2 separate regions of the Mus musculus genome follow, and region 1 is linked to region 2. A link is a contact called in public targeted proximity ligation data. All regions are on one chromosome and are shown on one strand. The core of a region is the stretch at or near the end of the contact, and the rest is flanking DNA. Distances in the headings are between cores, read along the strand shown.

Region 1 (6,841 bases), core at 4,048-6,547, 300 kb before region 2:
TACACAGGATTTCCAGATCCCTATGATGAGCTCAACTCAGGAAAGGTTGGTTTATCAATTAGGGCTGTGATTAACGACCCCTGGTTCCTGGGATTCCTTCTTATAACAGTAATCAGTATCTCATGCCAGAGGCACTTACATTCTCCACCCCTAACACAGACATACCATTCAGCTGATAAAGTGTTAAAGGAGAGAAGCCCTACCCTTCTTAAGCCTTAGAATTAAAGAATAAAAAAAAGGATCCTGGAAGGCCACGCATAGCAGTGCACACCTTTAATCTCAGCACTCAGGAGGCAGAGGCAGGCAGATCTCTGTGAGCTTGAAGCCAGCCAGGTCTATACAGTGAGTTCTCGGTCAGCCAGAGCCACATAACAAGATTCTGTCTAAGAAAAGGAAAAGGATCCTGGTGACCGAGTAAAACAATGGGATAAGTGGCATCCCACAGCCGGTCACTCTTCAACTTTACATTAACCGAAAACATCAGCAAAGTGGACGGCCAATGCTGGCCTCCTTCTCCAATGCATGGTCCAGGATCTGCAGTGATAACATGACTGGAGACCCTGAGCTGTGCTGGAACATCATCTCACAGATGGGAAAGTCTCTTTTGACTACACTAGAAGTTAAATGTATTTTGGTTATTTACACCCCCTCCCCTAGTGCTCAAAAAATATTATAATAGAGAGAAAGCTGTGGGTAGGGGACAGTGAAGACAGACAAGGACTTGGGAGCCTTCTATTTCTCTCTAGGAGATTCTATGGACAACCACTGTTGAGTGGGGTGGGAGGAGGATCTACTCTTGACTTCTGTATTTTAGCATACCCAGAGCATCTTGATCTTTTGCCTCCTGACCATTCTGAGACTTGTCTGGTTGGCACATGTGAGTTTCTTTATTATGAGAAGAAGAGAAAGGGATCCAAGTTAGTAAATAGACAAAAATGCAGGATTGTTCCCATGAACTGAGATGGAGGAGACTTGGAGCCCCTTCTCCTTCACCACCCTGCTTCAGAAACTCCTTCCAGCTCCAGAATACAGCTTCAAGGGCTCCAGCCTTAGTCAAGCTAAGAGCCTTTTCTATCCGAGCATCTCATGACATCATTTGGAATCCATCTGAAAGTAAATGACTCTTCCTTTAGATATTAAAGACTTGTGTGTTAAAGTAGTGTTAGCCTGATTTGATACACAGAGGTTCTCCGGCTGTGGTCCCTGTCTACGGGAATAATTTTGTGTTCTTGGGTTTCAGGGAGAAGGGGTGGCCTACAGAGGCAGGATCTTCGTGGAACTGAACACGTTCCTTGAAAAGAAACCACCAGAAAAGAAGCTGGAGCCCATTTCCAGTGATGACCTTCTGGTTGTTGAGGTAAATGTCAGTGTGAACATAGCCTGGGATGGAAGGGATTGGAGGGACTAAGAGTCATCTGTGGGAGACTCGGAGAAAGATCTGCTTCATAGTAAGTCCCTCCAACGTTCCCTTGATATAGCCATGACAGCTCTATGAAGATAATGAGGCTTGCTTCAGCCACTTAGATGTTAACTGGTATATTAACTTTTGGTACTCTGACCAAAATTGAAGGATAGACAACTTCAGGGCCAAAGGATTCATTTTGGCTCACTATTTCTGTAGGTTCATGTCCATGGTTGTACAGTCCCATGTAAACTGGATAGAACAGGATTATGGAAGGCGTGTGCAGCTAAGGGGCTACCTCCATATGGATAGGTAACAGAGAGAGGGAACAGAAAAAGATGCCAGTATCTTACAGTCCTTTGTGACCTGCTTCCTGCACCTCTTACTGTCACCAACTCTTGACAGTGCCATCATGATATAAATTCAGCAAGGGATAATCCATTAGTGATATCCAAGAACTCATGTCTCTGGAAACACGGAGAAATTCCCATAGGTGTGATTAATCTTCTCGATTTGTTAATCCAGTCAATATATATATTCATAAGAACAGAGTGCCCAGACAGTCCCCTTGGATGGAGAGGTTGAGGTTGTGAGGAAGAGCCCTTCCCTTAGATGGCTTATGTACCAGAGTTACCCTATTCCCACTTTCACAGGCGGCTGCTACATCTCCGGTTTCATAGCGATAAGGACATGCCTGCTTCCTGCTGACATTACAATGGCTCTAAGTCTCTTTTTCCTTCAAGACAGGAAGTCTTCTAAGTTCACCTCTCTGTTTCCAAGACTCTCAGGTCACCATTCTTGAGACACACACATCTGAACTGTTTGGGAGAGCAACTGACTCACAGACACTCCTCCGCCCAGGGCCTCTCCTGGCTTGTTCTAGATTGCCCTGGGCCACCAACTCTCTCAGGCTGCTACATCCTCCATTCCTGGAACTGAACATTTCCGGTGTTGTAGAGAAACTAAGCAGCAACTTTACAAAGATGTCAGCTCTGAATCAAGTGAACAGTAGGAGGGCTGACACGAAGTGGCTGCTCTCAGAGACATGAGCTCAGACAGCTCTCTGTCTCTCAGCCTTCCTGTCTGTTTCCAACCTGCCTTCTTATGGCTTGGCCCGGTTAGTGCCTTGAACACATTCTTATCTCAGCTTTCAGGCCCAGCTCTCACAAGCTCTCAGCTGAGCCAGGACAGTTTTCTTCCTTGAAGTCAACTAATGTCTGGCAGTTATAAAATCTGACCCCTTTTAGGATGACCAACAGGAAGAATAGCTACTCATTGTAGCCGAGACTCTTCTCTCCCCGACGCTCCATGGCCGTGTTCACTGACTTCCACTAGGATGATTAGGTCAGGCTAGTACCTAAAGCAGTACTGGTAGACTTACCCATCATACACGATTGGGGTTTGGGACATCTAGAGCTCAGCCTTTGGGTTGCACCAATTTCAATATAGGTTGCCTTTCTCTTCACCCCTCACTTTGTCTCTTCTGGGAACAAGGCATAGGGCACAACTGTACACAGGGGGAAAAAAGCAAGTTAGCAAAGATCATAGCCTGGGCAAAACTGCTGCCCTGGAAGTTTATGTTACCATATAGAATGATTCAATTTGGGTAATATAAATAGTAAAAGAACTATAGTAGACATTTGCTTTTAAACCCACCCATGAAGATTACCCAAAAGAAGGATGTGTGATCTGTCTTGAATGTTCATTCACACGTCTGCCTCTAGAATCTAGAACTGCTTACAGTTTTTCTAAGACTTAGCCAATCTCTTAAAGCAGGTTCACAGGCTATTATAATAAGCCATTAAGAGATAACTGTTAAGAAATTTCTAGGGGGTGGGTATGGGGGACCTTTGGGATAGCATTGAAAATGTAAATGAGGAAAATACCTAATTAAAAAAAAGAAAAAAAAAGAAATTTCTAGTCCTCCCTAACCCCAGATATATATGTGTATGTATACATTTATGTATGTATGCATGTATTCTCCAGTAAATGCCATAGCACTGTTCTTGGATTTAGGTTTTGATTACTCCTGAGGTATCCCTGTCTCTTGGTGTATAGTATGGCATGGCTGTGCTAAGCTGAGACTTTAAATCAAGTATCCTCAAAGGCGAGTATATAAATACACTCCCCATGCTCCAGTACACCGACTCAAGCACAGGGCATGCTCAGCAGAGAGAGTGAGACTCTGTGCTCCATTAATCCCAACACAGGTGCAGCAACTCTGCATTAAGATCAGAAATTGTCCACCTACCTCTAATTTTCAGTTACTTTGTTATAATTCCTGGGGATATCCCAAAATGTGATGAGGCTCTTGTAGTCAGAGAATCGCTATGATCTCAGGAAGACAGACCTTGTAAGTTAGTACGGTCTGAGCGTTTTTGTCACCCCAGAAGTCATATGTTCAAATCTAACCTCCAGAGTGAAAGGGTTAGGAATTAGGGCACTACCGTGGTGATTAGGGTGAGGAACCTGGGAAGGCTTCTGTGGACAACTGTGTGGGCGTTGCATGAGAACATCTCAGGGTTTCTGATGGAATCTTGGCTTGGATGTCTGTGTGCAGGGCAGACTTAGGCAGATGCAGTCTTCCCGACTCAGTGAGTACCCCGTGCTCTTTCTTTGTTCTCTGTGGACCCTGGTGTAATTGATAAGTACCATATCAATCACAGTCCTTCCTTCTGGAACCTGTATTAGGTTCGGGGTGTTTTGTTTGTTTGTTTGTTTCTGTTGCTGTGACAAAATACTGGACAAAGGCAACTTTAGAAAAGAGGGGTTCATTTTGGCTTACAGTTCAAGAGTACGTTCCATCATGGTAAGGAAGGCGTAGTAGCAGGAGCTTGTGGTGGCTGGTCGCACCAGTTTCCTGGGGAGCTTAAGCCTGGATATTTACTCTTAAAAGCTTCCCTAGCTTAGTCCACTGCTTTGGCCCTGGAGGAGCTGGGGACACTGAAGCCATTTATCGGGAGCCTTCTGCTGCTGAGTTGTGCGTGCAATGAAGCCCCCCAATTACCCATGATTCAAGAATACTGGGGGAATTGGAAGCATAAATGTGAATTTTCTAAGGACTTAAAAGAAGGAAGTTATTTGTATTAGTCATACTTTTATTATGGCTTCCTCATAAAGCAGGACAAGGTGACTGTCATGATCAACTCCTTTTTTCTTTTAGATCTGCCCAGAACCCCACCTCATGCACGGTGATGGGCTCACATTTACGGTGGTGGTGGTGGTGGTGGTGGTGGTGGTGTGGGGAGGTGTCTCACAGACTCAGGGCCCAAACTATGTTTCCTTTAAAAAAAAAAAAAAACCAACTTCCCTTTTCTTAAATCATGCTTAGTACTTTATAAAGGAGAAGTTATGTTGCATATAAAATTATGACTAAAATGGAAAGTGAAGCTGAGGCTGCAGCCAGCGATTTAGAAAGAATTCTTCAAGGGCTCAGAGGAGTTTCTGACAGAACCTTCTTAGAGGGCTCTGCTCTATCTGCTATAAGAAAATCGCCTTTCACCAAAATGGCGACTTCACAGCCATGAGCTATCTAGGGGACTGTTCCCTTCTCTTTCTACCTCTACAAGACTACAAGATGATAAAAGTTCTCACGACAGCCAGGCATGACAAGGCATATTTATAATACCAGCACCTAGAGACTGAACCAAGAAGGTTGTGATTTCAAAGCCAGCCAAGGCATAGTGAGAGCTCGTCTCACAACGAAACAGAACAAAACATGTTCTTAAAGCAGACCCCATAAAATAAAAATAGAATCACTATAGAATCTAGCAGTTGCACTTCTGAGTGCAGACTCAAAGGGTTTGGAAGCAGGAACGTGCACACCCAGTGTTGTTCATCATAGCCAAAAGGTGGAAGCTGCGTGTGTGTCCATCACTTGGTGACTGGATGAACAAATGAAGTGTTTTCATACAACAAAATAGAACTGGGGAAAGGGGGAAGTATATGTACCACAACGTGGATGATATAGAAGACATTGTGCTAAGTGAATTACACACAGCACAGGATAACTACATACCACACAGTCAAAGAAGCTAGCCTAGTCAAATCCAGAGGCAGAAAGAGAATGGTAGCTGCCAGGGGCTGGAGGGAGGGAGAAATGGAGAGTTTTTATTTGAACGTCAGCTTTGTAATGTGAAAAGAGTTCTAGGCCTGGGTGGGTGGTTATTGATTATAGCACAGTGATATAAATTTACTTGATCTCTTGTGTAATGGGGAAAGTGCCCTCTATATAGTGACGGAGACATACATTTATGTTTTGTTAGGAAAAGAGCATTGGTTCAGGGGTCAGAGGGCTGGAGAGACGACTCAGCATTTAGGATCACTTACTGCTCTTTCAGAGGGTTTGATTATTACTACACATATGAGGACTTACAACTGTCTGTAATTCCAGTTTTAGGGTGCCCAACGCTTTTATGACCCCTGTGGCTCCTGCAAAGACTTGGTTCACATACATACAAGGCACTCAGGCGCGCGCGCGCGCGCACACACACACACACACACACACACACACACACACACACAAAGCAAACATGTTTTCAAAAGAAAAAGACAATTTAAATAAAGCCATAGGACCTGGGAGGAGTTAAGGGGGATGAACAGTACACAAATACATTGTATACATTCTCAACAAATAATAGCACAGTGACAAATAAACCACGATGGACGACTAGAGGATAACAAGATGTTTGCTTGGTTTTGATTGAATTGAGGGGGAAAGTGTCTTTTGATACTGAGAGGGGACAGAGGACTTCCCATTGCTGCGGTAGGTAAGATGCATGGGAAGGCTCTCCCTTTAACAGACTTTTTCTCAAGTACTTCATTAAGTGATGTAAAGTAGAGACCCCCTCCGGAGCCCTGGGGAATGGGAATGACTGCTGTAACAGCTCAAAAAAGCATCAGCAAGAAAGGAAAAGCTTGCAAATAATTATGTCTGGTTATGCTTAATAAATAAAGAGAATGTCGCTTTAGTTTAGTTTTGTGTTTTTGGATGTTTTAAAGGCCATTGTCTGGATATCTCTGTAAATAGGTATCCAAATTTTTTTTGCCTCATACAAGTGAGCTCCACCCACGATTTGTGATCCATTCAATTGAATAAAGGCCATGGTATAGATTGAAAGAGAAAGAAAGGATCAGTCAAGTTACTCAAGGGGAGAAAGAGAGACAGAGACAGACAGAGAGACAGAGAGAAACTGAGGGTGGAAGCGAGAAAGAGAGAAAATATAATTCACTCATTTTTTTAATTGAAAATTAAAATCTTTATTGTTATTTTTGATTAGAAAATTAATACTTAGGTGACTCAAAATATCAAACATGTATAAGCCAGGAAATAAAGTTGCCATCTCTCTCTGCCTTCTATGATAGTATTGCTGTTATATTTTTCCAGACCATCTTCATGTGCATCAATATTAAAAAGTATTTATTGAATGAATTCATTTT
Region 2 (6,671 bases), core at 2,828-5,327:
GCCTTGTGAGAAGCAGGTGAAGATCCTACCGACCCCTCTGTGTTCCAGGGCTTCCAACCTGCCCAACCTTACCAAGCTTCCTGGCACAGTCCACTGTCCCACAACTCCTCCTTTTCTTTTTATAAAGAAGAGTCGTTGGGGTGAATGTTATTTGTAGTGGAAATTTTGGGTGGGGTATATGCATCAAAATAAAACACAACATACGCCAGCAGGGTAGCACAGAGAAACCTTGTCTCAAAAAATATCAAATACATACATACATACATACATACATACATACATACATACATATATACATACATACATGATATTTATTCTCACAAATCTGGAAACACTCTATAGTATACATCAATATTGTTTACCATGTTTTATTAAGTTCCCATCCCACCCAAGCTGTAAGAAATAAAGCGTTTTGAATTAACCATTTAAAGGGGCTCTACCTTGATCTCAACTCCCTCTTCTGTAATAAAGAGATCATGACAAGCACTACTTTTGACACTGTGATGACCCAGTCTTTGCATTCAAGAAAATCGTAAGTGTAACGGGACAGTCACACAACTGCCAGCCAGTATGCCGATTCCACCCACGGCGTTTTGAGAGCACACTGCTGGGGAGAAGCAGCCCTGAGAAAGTGTCTTGGGTGGAACTGTTGAGGTGAGACTGTGCCCTGCTCTACATTTTCCACGTGGCATAGCAGAAAGCAAGACCTTCCTGGTGATTGAGTACAAATGTAGAAGGGTGACTCACACACCTTGTTGGATACATAGACAGCACCACCTGTTCAGCACTGCCCACAGGAATGGTCTGGCGAATACAGTGTTATTTCAGAAAATAAAAAGAGCCCACCTATAGACTGATCAAAGGAGACTGGGAATGTACATGCACAAGAACACAGAAAAACCCTACATAAAATAAAGCAGGCTGGAAAACTTCTAGAACATACTAGGTTAACAAATGGTACATCATCCCCTGGAACCCTTTGACACGGAGAGTAGCTAACACACTGGGACGGAGAGAACCTTTCTGACCTGTCATCTGACCAGCCATGTGACTGAGAGGTAAAGCACTCATAATAACTGTGTGAGGAAGGTGGAGCGTCACAGAGTGCTAATATAGCCTACTCTAGTTATCCATCCAACCGTCCATGGTCTTTACCTCTGTGGCCTCCATGCCTGTACTTCAGCTCTGCAGCTCAACTGAACCTTCAGGTCCTAAAGCCAGGCTATGTGTGCATCCAGCAGCCCTTCACCCAGGCGTGTTACTACCTTATCTAACCACAGCAGTCTTTTCCTTTGCTTCTGTTTATCTCTCTGCCTCTGCCACCTCCAGAAAGGTGTATACACACACACACACACACACACACACACACGCACACACGCGCACACACACACACACACACACACACACACACGCACGCACATGCACACACGCATGCACACACACATGCACGCACACACGCATGCACACACATACACTACAGATGTTCAACTGGGTACCTCTCTTGTGTCCCCATTTCCTTAAAATTTTTCTACCCTTGTTTGATCAACTCCCTAAGCTATACACTCAGCCTGGGTACTGTTCAGAGTATACTACACGCCAAGCGGTAGTGGCTCATGCCTTTAATCCCAGCACTTGGGAGGTAGAAGCAGAGATGTGACCTGAGCTCTTACTAGTAATTAAGACTGGAATAAAAGATCCTGCACTTGCAGCTACTATCAGTGGAAATTGAGACTACCTGGTAAGTTGTACCCAACAAAATTGGCATGGCTTTTGAATTTACTCAATGAATTGTGAGAACAAGGAAAGACAAAAACATGTCCATCTGTGTTTCTAGTGTGGTACATTTTGTTGTTGTTGTTGTTGTTGTTCATTCTTTTGTTTTTGTTTGGTTTGTTGGTTTGGTTTGGTTTTTTTCTTTTTTTTTTGTCTTTTTCTAGACAAAGTTACTCTGTCTAGCCATGGCTTTCCTGGAACTCACTGTGTAGACCAGGCTGGCCTCAAATTCAAACACAAGAGAGGTACCCAGTTGCACTTTCTGGAAGTGCCATGATCTCATTAAAAAATGGCTATTACCTGAGACTGAAGAAAAAAGGGCACATGAGTATAAACAGAAGCACTGGAAAAGCTAACAGTGAGGACGGCTGGCAGCACGAATGACAGGAGGTGCAGGAGGAGTGGAGCCAGTGAAGAAGGCAAGCACTCCACACAGAGAGGGCTAGCTCTAGGTAGGGTGACCACAGCAATAGGAAGAGGAGGAGAAGAAATCTTTCTGCCAAAGCCTCTAATGGCTAGTGCCATTTTCCATCAGAATGAGGGGTTTCAGATGGCAGGGGCACAGAAGAAACAAAAGGAGAAAATAAATACTACACAAAGATCAGGAGGCAAAAAGGAGTGGATAACCAGAGTTGGGAGAGAACTCACTTACACCGAATAATCAGCTATTTCAATCAGCAAACATGAGGGATGCACAGGAAACGAGTGCCTGGAAAGGCAGTATCCAACACATCCCACAGAGAAACAGGAAAGGCTGCTGTGAGTTTCCAAAATGTGTATAACTGAATGTGCTGAGGCAGGAAGATTGCTGAGTTTGAGATCAGCCAGGCCTTTGCCTCACTCCCCCCTTTCCCTGAACATCATTAATCAAAAGCTCTTTCACAATTCCCTCTCTCTCTCTCCCTCTCTCCCTCTCTCTCTCTCTCTCTCACACACACACATACACACACACACACACACACACTCACTCACTCATACACTCTGACACACACACTCACTCACACACCAGCACCGATGAGAAGGAACACATTTTTTTCAAGTGCCAGCAGTGGGCCAGGAATAGAGGTGTACTCCTTTGATCCCAGTACTACTTTGGAGGCAGAGGCAGGCAGATCTCTGGGAGTTCAAGGCCAGCCAGGGCTACACAGTGAGATCCTGTTTTAAATAAAACAAAACAAAATGCTAGTGGAGTCTGAACAGCTCTCTGAGACATCAGAATTAGAATACAGTAGTCATCTCACTGGCCCTAGAAAGGACTTATAAATGAATACTAGAGAGTTTGGCCCCAAAGTGAATTCATTTCTAAAAGAGTTTCCTGCAGGGTGTTAGTGGTATTTAATCCCAGCACTTGGGAGGCAGAGACAGCTGATCTCTTATCCTAACCTGGTCTATAAAGTGAGTTCCAGGACAGAAAAACCCTGTCTCAAGGAGCCCCCCGCACCCCCCCAAAAGTTCCTCGTTCAATACTGTGACTACTGGGTTAATATTTAATAATTATAATAGCATGTGTAATATTCATCAAAGCCAGAGAGATTTCTACCTTTTACTGCGGAAGACTGTTCTAGGAACTTTAGGCTATTTCTTTCAGTGCAAAAAACAGTAAGAATATTGTTAACCTTAAAACCATTTACATCCAAGACTATAGTTTATATACTGCCTTATAACTGTCACTCTATGGAGGCACATTGAAAATTTCCCTAAAAATCAATCAAGCCAGCTAGGGAATGTAGTTCCATAGTAGAGTGCGTGCCTAGCAGGCCTGCATTTGATCCCCTGAGCATCCGTTCCACACCAAAACAACAACAGCAACAACAACCAAACAAATCAATCAAACAAAAACTCCTGCCACAATGGAGAATTGTAATGCTTATATCATAAATAAGGAGACGGTCTATGTCTACCCAACTATACATTAACGTGTTTTTTCCACATATCTGTTAATTTTCTTGTTATATTACTTAGTAGCTCTTTTTAAATGATTAGCATGCTTTTGACAATATATATATAAATATTACTTCTAAATGCCTACTAAAATAACTACAACTGCTCACTATATAAGGGTATTATCTGTGGTATTACTTATAGTTGAAACTCTTGAGATTCTATCATGTCTAACAATAAAGACACGTGCTTCAATAGATTATGGTGTGTTCTTACTACAGAACAGCATGAATAAATCAAAGTGAATCGAGTGGTCTATATTCATCAACACAAAACAACAGCATGTTGCATTTAAAATGGTAGTTACAACGTAACATAAATGACCCCAGCCACTCTGCAAGAAAAGGAAATGACTAAGCCTGGTGGGCTGGCACTCAGGAGGCTGAGGGAGGAAGATCACATACAAGGCCAGCTTGGGCTACATTCAGTGAGATAGGCTCTCAAGGCAAAGAGTAACTATGTGCATGCCCTTAAGCGACCTCACACACACACACACACACACACACACACACACACGTGAATAACAAAGGGCTTGGAAGGAAGCAGCCGAGTTACTCTGACAGGCTGTAGAGAAGGGGAGAAGTGAGATTGGTTTGGTATGTTTTAAACACTTCCGTGGTCTTGATGATCATACTATAGCTATCACTGGGAAAGCTGGGTGAAGTGTCCTGGGGTCCTACACTTCTTATGGGTGTGTACTTATTTTAAAATGAGAAACTAGGCTTGAGACATAGCTACGTGGTAAAGCATATGCCTAGTATGTACAAAGCCCTTGGCTCTGTCTTCAGCAGAGAAAGAGAAAAAAATATGCTTTATTTTGAAGAATAATTTCTCATACCATAAAGCACCTTACACTTAATTCTTAAAATAACATTTAAAAACCTGAGTTCAAAATGTTATTACTAACTGAAGGTCTGAGCACAAGTCACCTCCATATCTAAATATCAGCCATGACCTACAGTTCCAGCACTGGAACACAGGGAAGAGAACGGTAAAGCCATCTAGGTTCAGACTAATCCTTCATAATTTAAGCGTTCCCAAAGGGCAGCATACTTTTCTCATATCTGGACCTTAAGGTAAACTCTCTGAGATGTCTGGTCTTGTTATATTCAGGAATAGACCACGATACATCTTCCTTTAAGTCTCTGGCACTTCAGATGAATTTAGAATTGTCTAAAGAATAAAAAGCCTGCTAGAGGAGCTGTGTGGACAAGCTCACTGTCCTGCCGCTGCATCGAGGCGAGCGTTCGGATACTACAACTTTGGCAAATCTCATTAATACTTTAAGCAGTCGAAGACTTTGAAACTCCTAAGTAGAGTTCCTGTGAAGGAATTATGCGGGCAAGTTTAAGCAAGCAGGGTGTATATACAATATGGTAACAAAAATCATGCAAACAAAAGGAGATTTGTTTAATTATAGTGGAAATAATTGTTATTTAAAAGTGACTTCTTCATAAAAGAATAAAATAGACTGGTGGCAAAAGAATTGTCCGTTATGATGCCTTAAGATTAGAAACAGAAGACAGAAATTTCAAAGTAAAATCTTGGCAGACACCCAGTCTCCATGGCAAGAATTCTAGCCAAATACTTCCTTCATAACTTCCAAGATTTGTTCATGCCCCAAGACAGAGTCCAGGGTTGTTCGAGTCAAACGCAATTTGAGTCTTATAAAGTTACAGGGGTCTCCTATTTTTCCTTGGTGATTGACAGAAGCTCTTTTCTAGAATTTGTAACCTGTAGTCATCTAGGGTATGGCCTATGCAATAGAAAGGTAGAAGAGAGTAGGCAAGAGGGATAAAGAGAACAAGGGGCTTCCTTTCTCAAGCACTGGTTGAAGGAAGGGCCAGGTCTAAATAGTTGGCCATTATTTTCAGCGGAGCCACCACCCTGCCATTGTTCTGATGACATATGCTAAGTACAGGATGAGAGCAGCTGACAGTCAACTGATGGCCTCCACAAGTTGACTCCCACAAGTCACTGACTTTAGCAATGACAACCATGTCAGTAAAGAAACCTCTCCCAGAAGTAAACCATACAACCTTGCCTATTAAACCGGACAGCTGACATAGTGCAGGAAACTGCTCTCCAAGGTCACGTCACACCTATTAAGTGAGGTGGGAGCCCTGCAGTGTCTGCTGTCCTGTTCAACAATGGTCTTACTAGCACAGCTTATGGCTTCCTATTCGCACTCTTCAAGCTTCTGCTCTTTAGCCAGGATAACACTGTCTTCTTTGATACCAACTAACTCATCTCTCAAGTAGACTAGTCTTTTTTTTTTTTTTTTTGGATCTTTTGAGACAGGGTTTTTCTGTGTAGCCCTGGCTGTCCTGGAACTCACTCTGTAGACCAGGCTGGCCTCGAACTCAGAAATCCACCTGCCTCTGCCTCCCAAGTGCTGGGATTAAAGGCGTGTGCCACCATCGCCCAGCTAGACTAGTCTTTATTGAAGCAGGGCCTGAGAGTACACCTCAGGCAGGCCTCAAACTCACAACCTTCCAGTCTGCCTCTTGAGTGCCGAGGTTACAGCATACACCCCCACCACTGCCCCAGCTCATGTCTACTATCTACTGTACTTCTTTACTGCTTGAATATTTGATGAAATCAAGAAAGATTTATTTAGTAAACAGGTAAAGAAAATCCATTTACATGTAGTACTTCTAACTGCAAAACATTTTAGGATTCCCACCACTGCCCCAGCTCATGTCTACTATCTACTGTACTTCTTTACTGCTTGGATATTTGATGAAATCAAGAAAGGTTTATTTAGTAAACAGGTAAAGAAAGTCCATTTACATGTAGTACTTCCAACTGCAAAACATTTTAGGATTCCCATAACAAGTGTTTATTTATAAACCACATTGTTCCAAAGGGCTTTATGGCAACTTACAAAGGTAGGTGCAAAATCAACACAATGTAGGGACAAGAAAACTTAGGGACAGTGATTGTGGGAGAGAAGA

Evidence for each region.
Region 1: a targeted proximity ligation map of acute myeloid leukemia shows a contact between it and region 2, with 4 times the contacts expected there. A contact is called at or near these places in 4 of 130 datasets of targeted methods (acute myeloid leukemia, embryonic stem cells and extraembryonic endoderm stem cells).

What each region holds. Positions count from the first base shown.
Region 1 is chr19:37,961,532-37,968,372 of GRCm38.p6, reverse strand. It overlaps Myof (myoferlin), which reads left to right. Exons shown (of 54, transcript NM_001302140.1): 18 at 1-45; 19 at 1,241-1,357. Among named protein-coding and RNA genes, the nearest start is that of Gm52397, 21 kb to the left of the region's middle.
Region 2 is chr19:37,662,942-37,669,612 of GRCm38.p6, reverse strand. All of the region lies in intron 20 of Exoc6 (exocyst complex component 6), which reads right to left. Among named protein-coding and RNA genes, the nearest start is that of Cyp26c1, 19 kb to the left of the region's middle.